2 separate regions of the Danio rerio genome follow, and region 2 is linked to region 1. The links are chromatin contacts, called in public Micro-C maps. All regions are on one chromosome and are shown on one strand. Each heading gives the region's core, a stretch centred on a gene start, on an enhancer-like site or on the middle of the called end of the contact. The rest is flanking DNA. Distances are from core to core; before and after follow the strand shown.

Region 1 (5,642 bases), core at 1,834-4,333:
TAAAGCCTTAACCCACTGTATCACTGTATCCTGACCCGTGCCTTCTGTTTTAAATGCCAGTTATTTTGGAGTGTTGTGAACATGCAGTGAAGCTAAAAAGGACTTACTCATTGCATTTATAATTTTAACTGGCAAAACTGTATTTTTGTACATAACATTGTATTTTAAGAGATGTTGCATATCTTTTTTTTTATTGAGTTTTGAATTAGCTGTGGAGCTATTCATTAGTTGTTAGTGCGAAGGGGGCAGTTTACCCAAAAATGAACATTTGATGCTAATTTAATCACTGTCAGGCCAGATGTCAATGACTTTAGATCATTAAAGATTTTTAGCTGAAACTTTGGGTTTTTTTTTTTCGGGATTTGTGAAATGCAAGTCAGTGGCAAACCACCATAAATATCTGAGGCACTTAATGATACATTGAGGTGTTATGAAACAAAGAGATCAGCATAATATACAACAGTTAGTTTTTCATAATTTTATTTATAAAATGATACAATTACAAGCACTCATCCACTGTGGATTAAAGGTAAATATGGTTAGCTTCGTAAGATATTCATGTATCTTTTACAGTTATATTTATCTATTTATTTATTTATTTTGACTCAAATCGCCATAGTTTCAGCTAAAATCTGCAATCTTATCCAAGTGAAAAAAGATGTCATTGACATGTTAAATGTACCAATGGTGAGTAAATTTACCCATTTCATGTTTGGGTAACTGCATTTAAAAGAGATAGTTCAGCTAAAAATGTACAATTCCTCACCATTTACTCGCACTCAAGTGGCCCTAGACTTATTAATTTCCTTTTTTCTGTAAAACACAAAGATATTTTGAAGAATATTGGAAACTAGTAACCTTTAGTAGGAACGCAAATTCTGAAATCTTTTTCCAACATTCTTCAGTGTCTGTCTTTTGTGTTTTACAAAAGAAAGAAACTCAAGTTTGGAACAAGTAGAGGGGAATGCACTCAAACAAATGTGTTTGCTGTTTGTTTAAACTACTTTAAAATAAACAGAAACAACACAATTGTAGACTTTTTGGGGGGGACAACTGAATTAGTTTGTTCAATCCATTTAGATTTGTAAAATGTTTTAAGTTAACTTAATTCATTCATGTTGTCCCAACACAAATTGATTGTGTGCAAACCCTTTTTTACAGTGTAAATAAATAATGAGAGAATTCATTTTTGGGTGAACTATCTATGTTTTTTTCCATATACTACGTAGTAGCAGTTTTTGTCAAATTTTGATACCTGTTTTTCATTTTTTCCCCATTATTTTCCCCATTATTTTTTCTTTCTTTCTAGGAAACAGTAGATAAGTAGGTAATATTAAAACAGTTGTCTTCTTGCATCCAAACATTGGAGCCAGAGCACTTGTCATGTAGCATGATTTATTTTTTATTTGTTTTAGATGCACTTGCACTTTCATATCAGTGTTTTTATTCTGTACAGTGATGGATGTTTGGTGACTACCGGTTATGCTTTTTTTTCTACACTATGCACACTTTGCCATAGTTTTTCAGTTTCAAAACCTTCTGCTTTTCAGTTGTTGGTAAAGTAGGGGTAAAATCCAATTGTTGTTGGCCCACATAACCAGTGTGCATTTATTTCAAGAAAATATTTTGTTACTAATCCAATTTTAAAATAATACTCTAAAAATTCTGAACAGTTTCACTGTGAGCCCCCTACATTTTTATTTTTTATTTTTTGATTGCTTTCTAGTAGCTGTGATTGATTTGCTATTTTAATAGCATAACTGGTAAATCAATGGCCTTTCTACCATCCATATTTTTCTTTTTTTTTTTTTACTGTTGTGAATTATTTTTAATTTTCTGCCATTTATATACCTCTGAATCAGTGCCTTTGGTGGAAGATGTTTCTTAGAAGAAAAACAAGCAATAAAAGCTGAATAAGAGGGATTGTGTTTTGATTTCTGAATATTTCATTCACTCATTTTACTTCGGCTTAGTCTTTATTAATCAGAGGTTGCCACAGTGGAATGAACCGCCAACTTATCCAGCACATGTTTTACACAGTAAATGCCCTTTCATTTGCAACCCAATACTGGGAAATATCCAGACACCCTCATTTACACACATACACTCCGACCAATTTAGTTTACTTAATTCACCTATACCGCATGTCTTTGGACTGTGGGGGAAACCGGAGCACCCGGAGGAAACCCACGCAAACACAGAGAAAACATGCAAACTCCACACAGAAATGCCAACTGACCCAGCTGGGACTCGAACCAGCATCCTTCTTGCTGTAAGGTGACAATGCTAGCCACTGTGACACCCTCTCTTAAAATTCTTCCAGAAAAAAAATTCAAACCAAAGGGCTGCTTTGAGAAAAATATGCTAATCAAGCAGGGAATGTTCAATAATGGTGGTTAAAGGACACGGTATGCTTCTCCATTTTTCGATCTTATATTGAGTCCTGAATGAAGATCAGATTTACACAGGCTTTGTCTCTAGGGGGAGCAGTGACTCAAGATAAAAACTGATGAGGGAAATAACAGTGTGTATTGTTGCTCAGATTGATTTGTTCTCAGTATGTTTCAAAAACTGTTTACAACATGCAAGTCATTCTTCAGTCAGCAGTTCTTTGAACATATTAGTTTACTGTTATCATAAGACACTGCATAATGACCATAGTTTGGGCAGCCCCACAAGAGTTCTCAATGAAATGAGGATAAGATGGGGGATAACATAATTAAAATGGGTAATATCAATGGATTATATTTAAGTAGCCAAAGCTATTAAATACAGTTTTTTATACAGTGTAATTTTATACAATCTAAAATCAGACACTTTAAATCTGTATACGATTTTCAAAATTGCCCCTTTAAAATGGTGTTGAATAGTTTTAAGACAAATTTGATGAAATGTTTTGATCCACTTTAAATGTTGACTACTGTAGTCTGGTTTGTTCTACAGACTGAACAGACATTGCTCCAATACAATAAAACCCCGAATTGCTCTTTTGTCCTTCAGCTGACTTTTCCTCATGTGTAAGGTCAATGCCCTCACAACTTTCACTGTTGCGTGTAATGAGACACTGATTGGTGGGTGTTTCTGGTGACAAATAAGAGCATGAAGGCCGTCTGATTGACAGACTGAGACGTTTGCCCCGAGGTGCCCCTCTATTAGACTACACCAGCACTTAAACGTGGAGTAGTGCCTGGCTCTTTTTGCTGGTCGAGCGGATGTTGGGTTCACCGGTTGCCTGTCTGTTTGACATGTTTGGACAATACCTGCCCAGCCGCTAAGATAAGCACAGGTCAGACCCCTGTAGTGAAGTCACGAGGTTCCCAGAGCATTTACCAGCCACCTGTGAGAAGCTCTTGTGTTTTCATGGCAGCCCAAGTGAACACTAGCAGATCAAGTCAGCATCCACCATTGTGTCAGGATTAAGTAAAAACATCAATAAAAAATAATATATATATTTAAATCTGTCAATCAGTCGTTTATAGATGTTTGCAGCTAACTTTCTAGTGTTATTTTGAGGACTAGGTGAATGTGAGCATTGCATAGTAACTGTAAGGCCAGTGTTTGTTTTGCCTTTTTTTCAGTAATTGCATGACACATTTGACAAATTATGCCATATTCATAATTTTTAATGCAAACGATGTTGCAAGTATGAGCAAATAAAAATAAAATAACAGGGTGATCACTACTACAAATGGGTTTTCTAACCACATTTTACCCCATGAATGCACCACAATTAGGCTCTTGTTGTTTTTAAGACACTTGTCGTAAGGGCTTATTAGTCTTAAAGTTTGCCTTCCAATATTTATTCAATTTCTTGTTTCATTTAATTTTCACTTTAGCTAATAATAAAATCTGATTTGCATGTGCTGGTTTATTGTGTGCGTACTCGGTTTTGAGATAATGGAAAATTACTTAACCTAGTTTTTTTACTTAGAACAGCCTTCATTAAATACATACTGTTTAATTAAATCTAAACTCAATATATTTTCTGTTCTTAAATATAGCTAACAGTTTTGTAAACTTATTTTGGCTAATAAATCATTATACTTTTAAAAATTTAATTTGAATATATATAGGCCCATATTGGTATTGTTGTGCTTATACATGCATTGGTAAGGAAGATCCTCCTGTGAGGTTGGCGGGAAGGCGCGCGAGTTTTGTTGTGCTGCATCTCACCTGAGTTCACGCGCTGTTTCTTTATGACATCGATCAGCTCGCAATACAATACCTGTTTTTCTGTCCATTATCTGCTAATTGCCCAGCAGAAGCGTCCCCGTGTGCATTAAAATTACCGAAAATTATCTGTTGTGGTTGACTTGCATCTGCTCCAAGTCCTGCTCCCTTAGTCGATAAGATGCGCAAGGCGCGCACACATGCACACATCCCGCCGCCGTATTTATTACAATTTCCCTTTATTACAGCAGGATAAATTGTCAGGGGTTGAAGGCAGACACGAATCTTCTCAAATAAGATGATTGCTATTTGGGGCTGCTGAGTTGTTCCTTATCACTTTGACTTAGAACAAAAAAGGTGAAAATTGCACCCCGGGGAAAACAGCTTTGATTAAAAGGTGTGGGGCTGGTTATCACCCCACTTTTTTACACACCATAATCAGCTTTATTTCCTAAACTCCCGTTTCAGTGCAGCAGCTTCATATTTTAAACATGTCAAGCGTAGACTGATCGGATTTAAACAATATCTAATGATTTCCTAATTGTTGTTTAAACGTGCTTCATGCAAGAATGGGGAATCCACGTTTAGGCTATGAGTTTTGGCCTTTATAGATATGTCAAGTCAAAGCTATATGTTTTCTTGAGATGTACATTTTAACCGCAGTGGCATGATAACATTTTTTTGTTCAGATTTGTTTTTGTTTTTTATCACTAATGCGCTTTGAACAATTTTATTAGTATAGCCTTTAATTTCTAAATAATTAACTAAAGCTATAATTCCACAAAGTCTGGAAATAGGCTAAATGGCTCATTAAAATGCTAAAATTCATATTAATTTTATTTTTTTGTATTTATAAGTTAAAACATTAAATTGTTAAAATAATAATGTTAAAATAATTTGGTGTTATAAAATTGCTGTAGTAGCCTCGGTTATAGCAGTTTTGTATGAAATCTGTGGCCTTGCAATATGAAAATAAATCAGGCTAACAAAATCAATTATTCTATAGCCTATTTTTCTTTTTTTTCGAAACATATGATCAGCCTAACTTTTTTTTTTTTTGGTTGAATTTATTTGAACTATTCTAGGTTATAATATATATATATATATATTTTTTAATTCCCCTAATTTTTAATATGATCACGAATAACCGTCTGTAGCTAGAATCAGAAAGTCAGTTTATTAACAATAACAACACAAATTGTATAATAATAATAATTGTATTAATTCTAATAACAATATTATTATTATTATTATTATTATTATTATGATTGATTTGCTTTTTGGATGATCATGCAACCGTGTAGCTACCTTTTTAAATAACGATCAAAATTCGCTAACATGGTTTATGTTTACACCAGTTATTATCAAAGTTCTTTATTTAAACTCAATTTGCCATGGCTATTTAGTTATTTTTAATTCAGTGTAGGTTAACAGTGATATGTTGTTATGAAATATAAATATAAATATGCATG
Region 2 (5,642 bases), core at 2,266-4,765, 110 kb after region 1:
ACAGTACATGAAAATCATTTTTAAGACAAGCATAATTTACAAGAAATACTATTTATTTTTTTCTACTTCACACATTTTCTAGCAATTCCTGATTTTCACACAAAAAGTTTTTGGCAATATGACTATTTTTCCCATTTGATTTACATCATAAAAATGTGTTGTTGTTTTTGAGTTCAATCAAATTTGCATAACAAAGTTGAAACCTGATAAAAGCATAAAAATGCATCATAAAAACACACATTGCTCATCATATATAAGTACACCCCTCAAATATCTCTCATTTAAATTAATATTTTCTATAGGAAGCTTTACAGTATTATATTTGTGCATATGCATTAGATTAGTCAGCACTAAAGCCAAATTTGGAGCTTATCTAACACAATAACTTAAGATAATGTTTCAAAAACTAGCACACCCAAATTTATATGTTAGAGAAAAATACTAAATAAAAAAATAAAAAGAGCAAAATTCAAAGAAACAAAAAAAATCTAAAATTTAGTTAAAATTGTAGGTTGTAATTTTTTCCCCAATATTTTGCACAGATTTAAATGTATTGTCTTTCAGTTTGTAAATATGTTTGGTGACTAAAATATTATTTTAATAAATATATCTGTTTAATAAATCTGTTTTGTTTAAATGCACAAAAATATATGACCGATATTCACAGAAAAATGGATACAAATATTCCTTTCCGAAATGGGATGTACTTAGTTATCCTGAGCACTGTAGGTTGTCATGAGTTTTTGATCATATAATTTCCACAGTCTACAATTTAACTGAGCATCTGAATGGTATATAAGTGCAGTGTTATTTTAATTATTTAGTTTCATCATTTTTTGGAACGACTCAGTAAAATCAGACACTCAACAGTGTACAGACGATGCCGCTGTTTATGTCTGGAGCTTCACAGATTTTTTTGCAACCTGATATCACACAAATCTCTGAAAAATGCATCAGTGCCACTGTCACAGTCTGCGAAATGTACCCATAACACAAAACCCAGCTCACGCACCACAGCAGGCCAGCTTGAGATCCTGTTTATCTTGTCCCGCATGATAGATTCGAGGACATGGACATTCAGGAAGTGTTAAAGAGTTAAAACCCATGGACACATTAGCGCCGACACTCTCCTCTTTCCCTCCCAATCCCCACGGCTGCATTTAGCCTTGTCTAAACAGTAGTTTTCTTGGTTATTGGACACCATCAGTGAGAGGACCGGCTCTGGGTGTAAACAAAGAGGCTCTATCTGAACCCCGGATCTGAGTAATAGTGACAACAACCTCTGACTTCCACCAATTACCTGAGCAATGCCCTGGAGGACTCGAGACCCTAACAGCAAATTTGACTGGGCTTCCCATCACACCCCTCTAGTCAGGCAATGAGTCAGACGGACAGAGCTACTGAGGGCTGCTTTAACAAATTGCCTGGTAAATTGGACCTCTCAGTATCAATTACGCTTTTTAAAGGACTCAATATGCAAACAGTGCAAGTAAAGCCATTAAATGATGATCTCAAATAAAAATATAGCAATATTACAATAAAATTTTAATTTTAAACAAGTTTTAAAACTTTCTATTTTTAATCTCACAAAGATCATTCAAATGTACATGTTTTATATCAAATTTATTGAAAATTATTAATTACTTTCTTCATCAATTTTATAAAGCATCCAAATAACTGCTAAAAAAGTTAACATGTCTTTTATAGTTAGCATACATTCACGTATTGCTTTTTGTTATGGTCATTGTAAGAGCTGTAAATCTTTATGGCAGTACAGTAATATAAACAAATGTGTTTCCTCTTTGTAGGAATCATAAACATAGAATAAATATGTTGTGTGTATCTCGACTATATGGAAAGATTTTCTTCCTCCGCAATAATGCAATTCAATCTTATACCGCATTTACCTTTTTAATTACAACGTCGTATAAATGCAGTGGATCTTAAAAAAAACTAATATTCCCAAAATAACATTTAGAAAATCATCATTATTATTATTATTATTATTTAATTTGTAAAATGGCAATTTATCTTTTAATTTTACTAAAATAATCCGAAAACGTTTTATTTAAACACAAAAGCTAATATATAAAGAGTTTATATAAAAACAAAAGGTATTTAGCATCTAGCATATTCTATTCAAATGATCTTAACTAGTCAAACATTGTCAACCTAAATGTGTTACATAAAACGGCGATTATCCTTCAGCCTAATATTTTATTTATGTTTGCCAGGCTATTATTTAGGCTATATTAAAGGAATAGGCCAACGAATGTTTGAAACAAACCGAAAAGAATGATTTGTATAAAACACTTTTCTTATCTTTTATAGCCTAATATAAATGTGTGATCGAAATAAGCGTTATGGCTTAATTTTGTTGACTGCGTACAATTGTTTTGAATTGTTTTATTATTGGTTATTGCGTAAACCAAATTGCGTACACAATCCAATTTAAAGTCAAAAGTTGAAATCTATTTGGACGTCATGATCTTGAGCTAGTTGTTATTTTTATTTTATATTATTTGATTAAAAGCCTGCCTCATGGACAGTTGTGATGTGTATGCAGTGCGACGCGTCATATTTAAAACAATGCTTAAATAAACACTGAAGTGAATGTAAACACATGATAATACTAACTCATTCTTTAAAAATATTCTGTTTTGTTGTAGTTAACACAAATATGTGCTTATGAATTCTATCAACAAGAAAACAGAGTTGTTTTTAACTTCATGGCCTCCACTGGTTTCAACATCCCTGTCACCGACTGAACACAGGTCTTCGCCCGGCTCCTTACCTTGAAACCGGTGTCCCAGATATCTGTTCCTCAGCACCCACGGGTAGAAGTTCAAGGTGTCCCTCTGGTGAGGACTGAAGAAGGGTTGTGTGGGGATCTGGAGGTGGCGCAGAGACAGGCCGGAGTTGGTGGAGTGAGTGGCCGGGTCTGTGAACATCATCTCTGGGCTGCTGCTGTACAGTGTCCTGCCTGAATTCTGGAAGCAGCTGCCAAAGGGGGAAGGATGGATGGACTCAGTAAACCTCAGAGCAGTGGGTCTGATGGGCTCGTCTGCAGCAGCGTTTGACGAATTGGAGTCTTTACCCACAAGAGATTCAATCGTGAAGCACTTCTTATTGTGCTGGAACATTGTGCTGAGTTATTAAAAATATTCAGTTAAATAGAAAAGAAGTCAGGTCACTCTGAACCCGATGATGGAGTGAAGCCAGGATTCTTAAAAAAGTCAAGAAGATAACATTTATATAGTCCCTCTACAATCCATAACTTCAGAAGTCTCCTCTGGCTCCGTTAACTTCGTTGGTTGCAATACACTTCCAATAGCTGCAAATGGACGAGAGAGTTCTGTCAGCAGTTATGTTGAAACTCATTCAGATCTCATTGATGTCCTTGTGTGAGCAGAACTCGTGCACCGTCGGAAACTGTCTCGTATGTGAAGCAGGCATGGGCTCCTCGGATGCAGGTCGCTGCGAGCTCTTCATATGATCGATGATCCGTCAGTTTGTGCGCCAGGGCTTGTCAAGCGCCAACTTCAATACCTGCTCGCGGAGCTCCGGCTGCGAGGTGTGGTGCGCATGCGCAGATCCAAGCGCGACGCACTCGCAGTCAATTACTGCCATTTTGTGTTGTGTAAAGAAATTCTGTGTTTGCTACAAAGAGTTCAACAACATATGAACGGAGGCGTCAAAACAAAAAATGTATGAAGGCTAGACATAAATTTAAAATGAGCCAGACAAACCCTCAAAACTGAGTCTTGATGTCTTAATGAGCTTATTGAGCTAAGAGAAAAACTAAATAACTTGGCCTGCCATTTGATTTAGGCAACATGTTTTTTTAAATGCATTGCGTTATTTATTTAGATATTAAGCTATTTGTTTATATAGTTATTTATTTGTAGTCGAAATCACAAATAGAGTTTTATTAATATCCTAATAATTGTGTAGGCTAGTATAAACGGTCTCACAATTATTAGGCTAACGGTTTACTTTTTCTTTTTACACTGAAATGTTCGGCCTATATATATATATATATATATATATATATATATATATATATATATATATATATATATATATATATATATATATATATATATATATATATAAACACAAATTAAACAATATAAATTTTCTTTACATTTGCTCAATTATGTTGTGTCCCCTTATATAAGAATTAAAACGCTAACATCACAACAACGAATAAAAACCTTAAATCACGAAATTCCTTGTCAGCTAATGATCAAATTACTTAGCCTATTAGGTTACTGTTATATAATTAGGCTATAATAATTATAATTATAATTATTAATATCATAATAATAGCCTAAATTAGTTTTGATTTGTATTGTAATAATAATAATTCGTTAAATTAGCTTTAATGAATCTTTTAAGGAAGAATAGTCTAATAAACAGAAAAAAAGTGTAGGCTAAATGTTAAATGGGTTCACAACAAACAAATGAACTGGTTTAATTAGTTTAAAAGTGCTTTCTTCGGCTGGTCGATCATCATTTTTAACCAATTAAAAACAATTGTAACCGAAACATTTTGTAAGCAATTAGATTGGTTCATTCATTTTTAACAGTTTAACTTGGGGTTTTATTCGTTGTAAAAGCAAAGTAGGCTATTTTGTAAGAAACACAATGAAACCTTGGTTCACCCAAAAGTGAACATTTCCTTTCCATTTGCGCACATTCAAATAAACTTTTATGATTTTTGTTGAACACAAAACAAGAAATTCTGGAAAAACTGCCCCTAACATCCATGGAGGGAAAAAAGGCACAGGTTGTTTTATTACATTAAAAACATCTCTCTTTGTGTTAAACAGAAGAAAAACAAGTTTTGAACAAATGGAGGATTATAATGGCAGAATATAAACAAATGTTAGGGCGAACTATCCCTTTGACGCACACATATCACTCGTTTTTATGAGCAGAAATATCAAGGCAACTGTGAGCTTAAGTATTTTCTGACGGTGTCTTAATGAAGCAGACACAGATCAAGGGGAGCGCGCATTGATCTGGCGGCTTGACATGTCTCGAGTGCCTCTCCTTGTCTCATTTGTCAGTTACAAACGCAATAAGTTGTTGAGAGAGGATGGAGGCTAATGGGGTGGATCAGAGTCTCGGAAACCCTGGACAGATGTCACCCTTTTGAGAAGGAACAATCGCGACTCAGGAGTCCCACAAAAGCCCCCCTGCTCAGGCCTTTCACAATCCACCCAGCGGAAGCCCATGTGAACCACGCAGGGCACAGACCCCATTGAGCCCCAAAGCAGCCCGTCTCCAGCCCTCTTGTGCCTCCCTTCTCGGTCCCTCTGCATATAATTAATAGCTTTCTCTGGCCAATTTTGTCCCCTTTGCCTCAAATACAAATGGCCATTAACATCTATTAATTTTGCCTCTGGCAATTGATTGCAGATTGTTCACAGCTGAAAGGCTATAACAGTTGGAGTTTTTGTGTGCATTCTGGGTGCGAAGGCGAGTTAAAATGTGATTATTGTTCCCCTGCCTGGAATTAACTGGTGTTAAACCCTCTTTGAACACGGAGAAGCCAAGACTGGTTATTTTACTAGTCATTAGCTGACTCAGAGACTTAATGAAATGGATGACCATATTGACTTAATGAACATGAT

The links. A called contact is a pair of places that touch in the nucleus more often than the background predicts.
Region 2: a contact with region 1 is called in a Micro-C map of caudal fin, with 15 times the contacts expected there. The contact joins the promoter of emx3 here to the enhancer-like site in region 1. A contact is called at or near these places in 11 of 18 Hi-C or Micro-C datasets (caudal fin, embryo, fibroblasts and 3 more) and 3 of 4 datasets of contacts at active chromatin or transcription factors (caudal fin, embryo and gastrula embryo).

What each region holds. Positions count from the first base shown.
Region 1 is chr14:30,541,493-30,547,134 of GRCz12tu, forward strand. It overlaps ccdc69 (coiled-coil domain containing 69), which reads left to right. Exons shown (of 9, transcript NM_001423999.1): 9 at 1-1,923. Among named protein-coding and RNA genes, the nearest start is that of ccdc69, 22 kb to the left of the region's middle. Within about 2 kb of position 3,084, at least 10 of the 62 cell types and tissues checked have an H3K27ac peak or open chromatin away from gene starts, as enhancers often do.
Region 2 is chr14:30,649,088-30,654,729 of GRCz12tu, forward strand. It overlaps emx3 (empty spiracles homeobox 3), which reads right to left and starts at 3,516. Exons shown (of 3, transcript NM_131279.2): 1 at 2,795-3,516. The coding sequence starts at 3,143.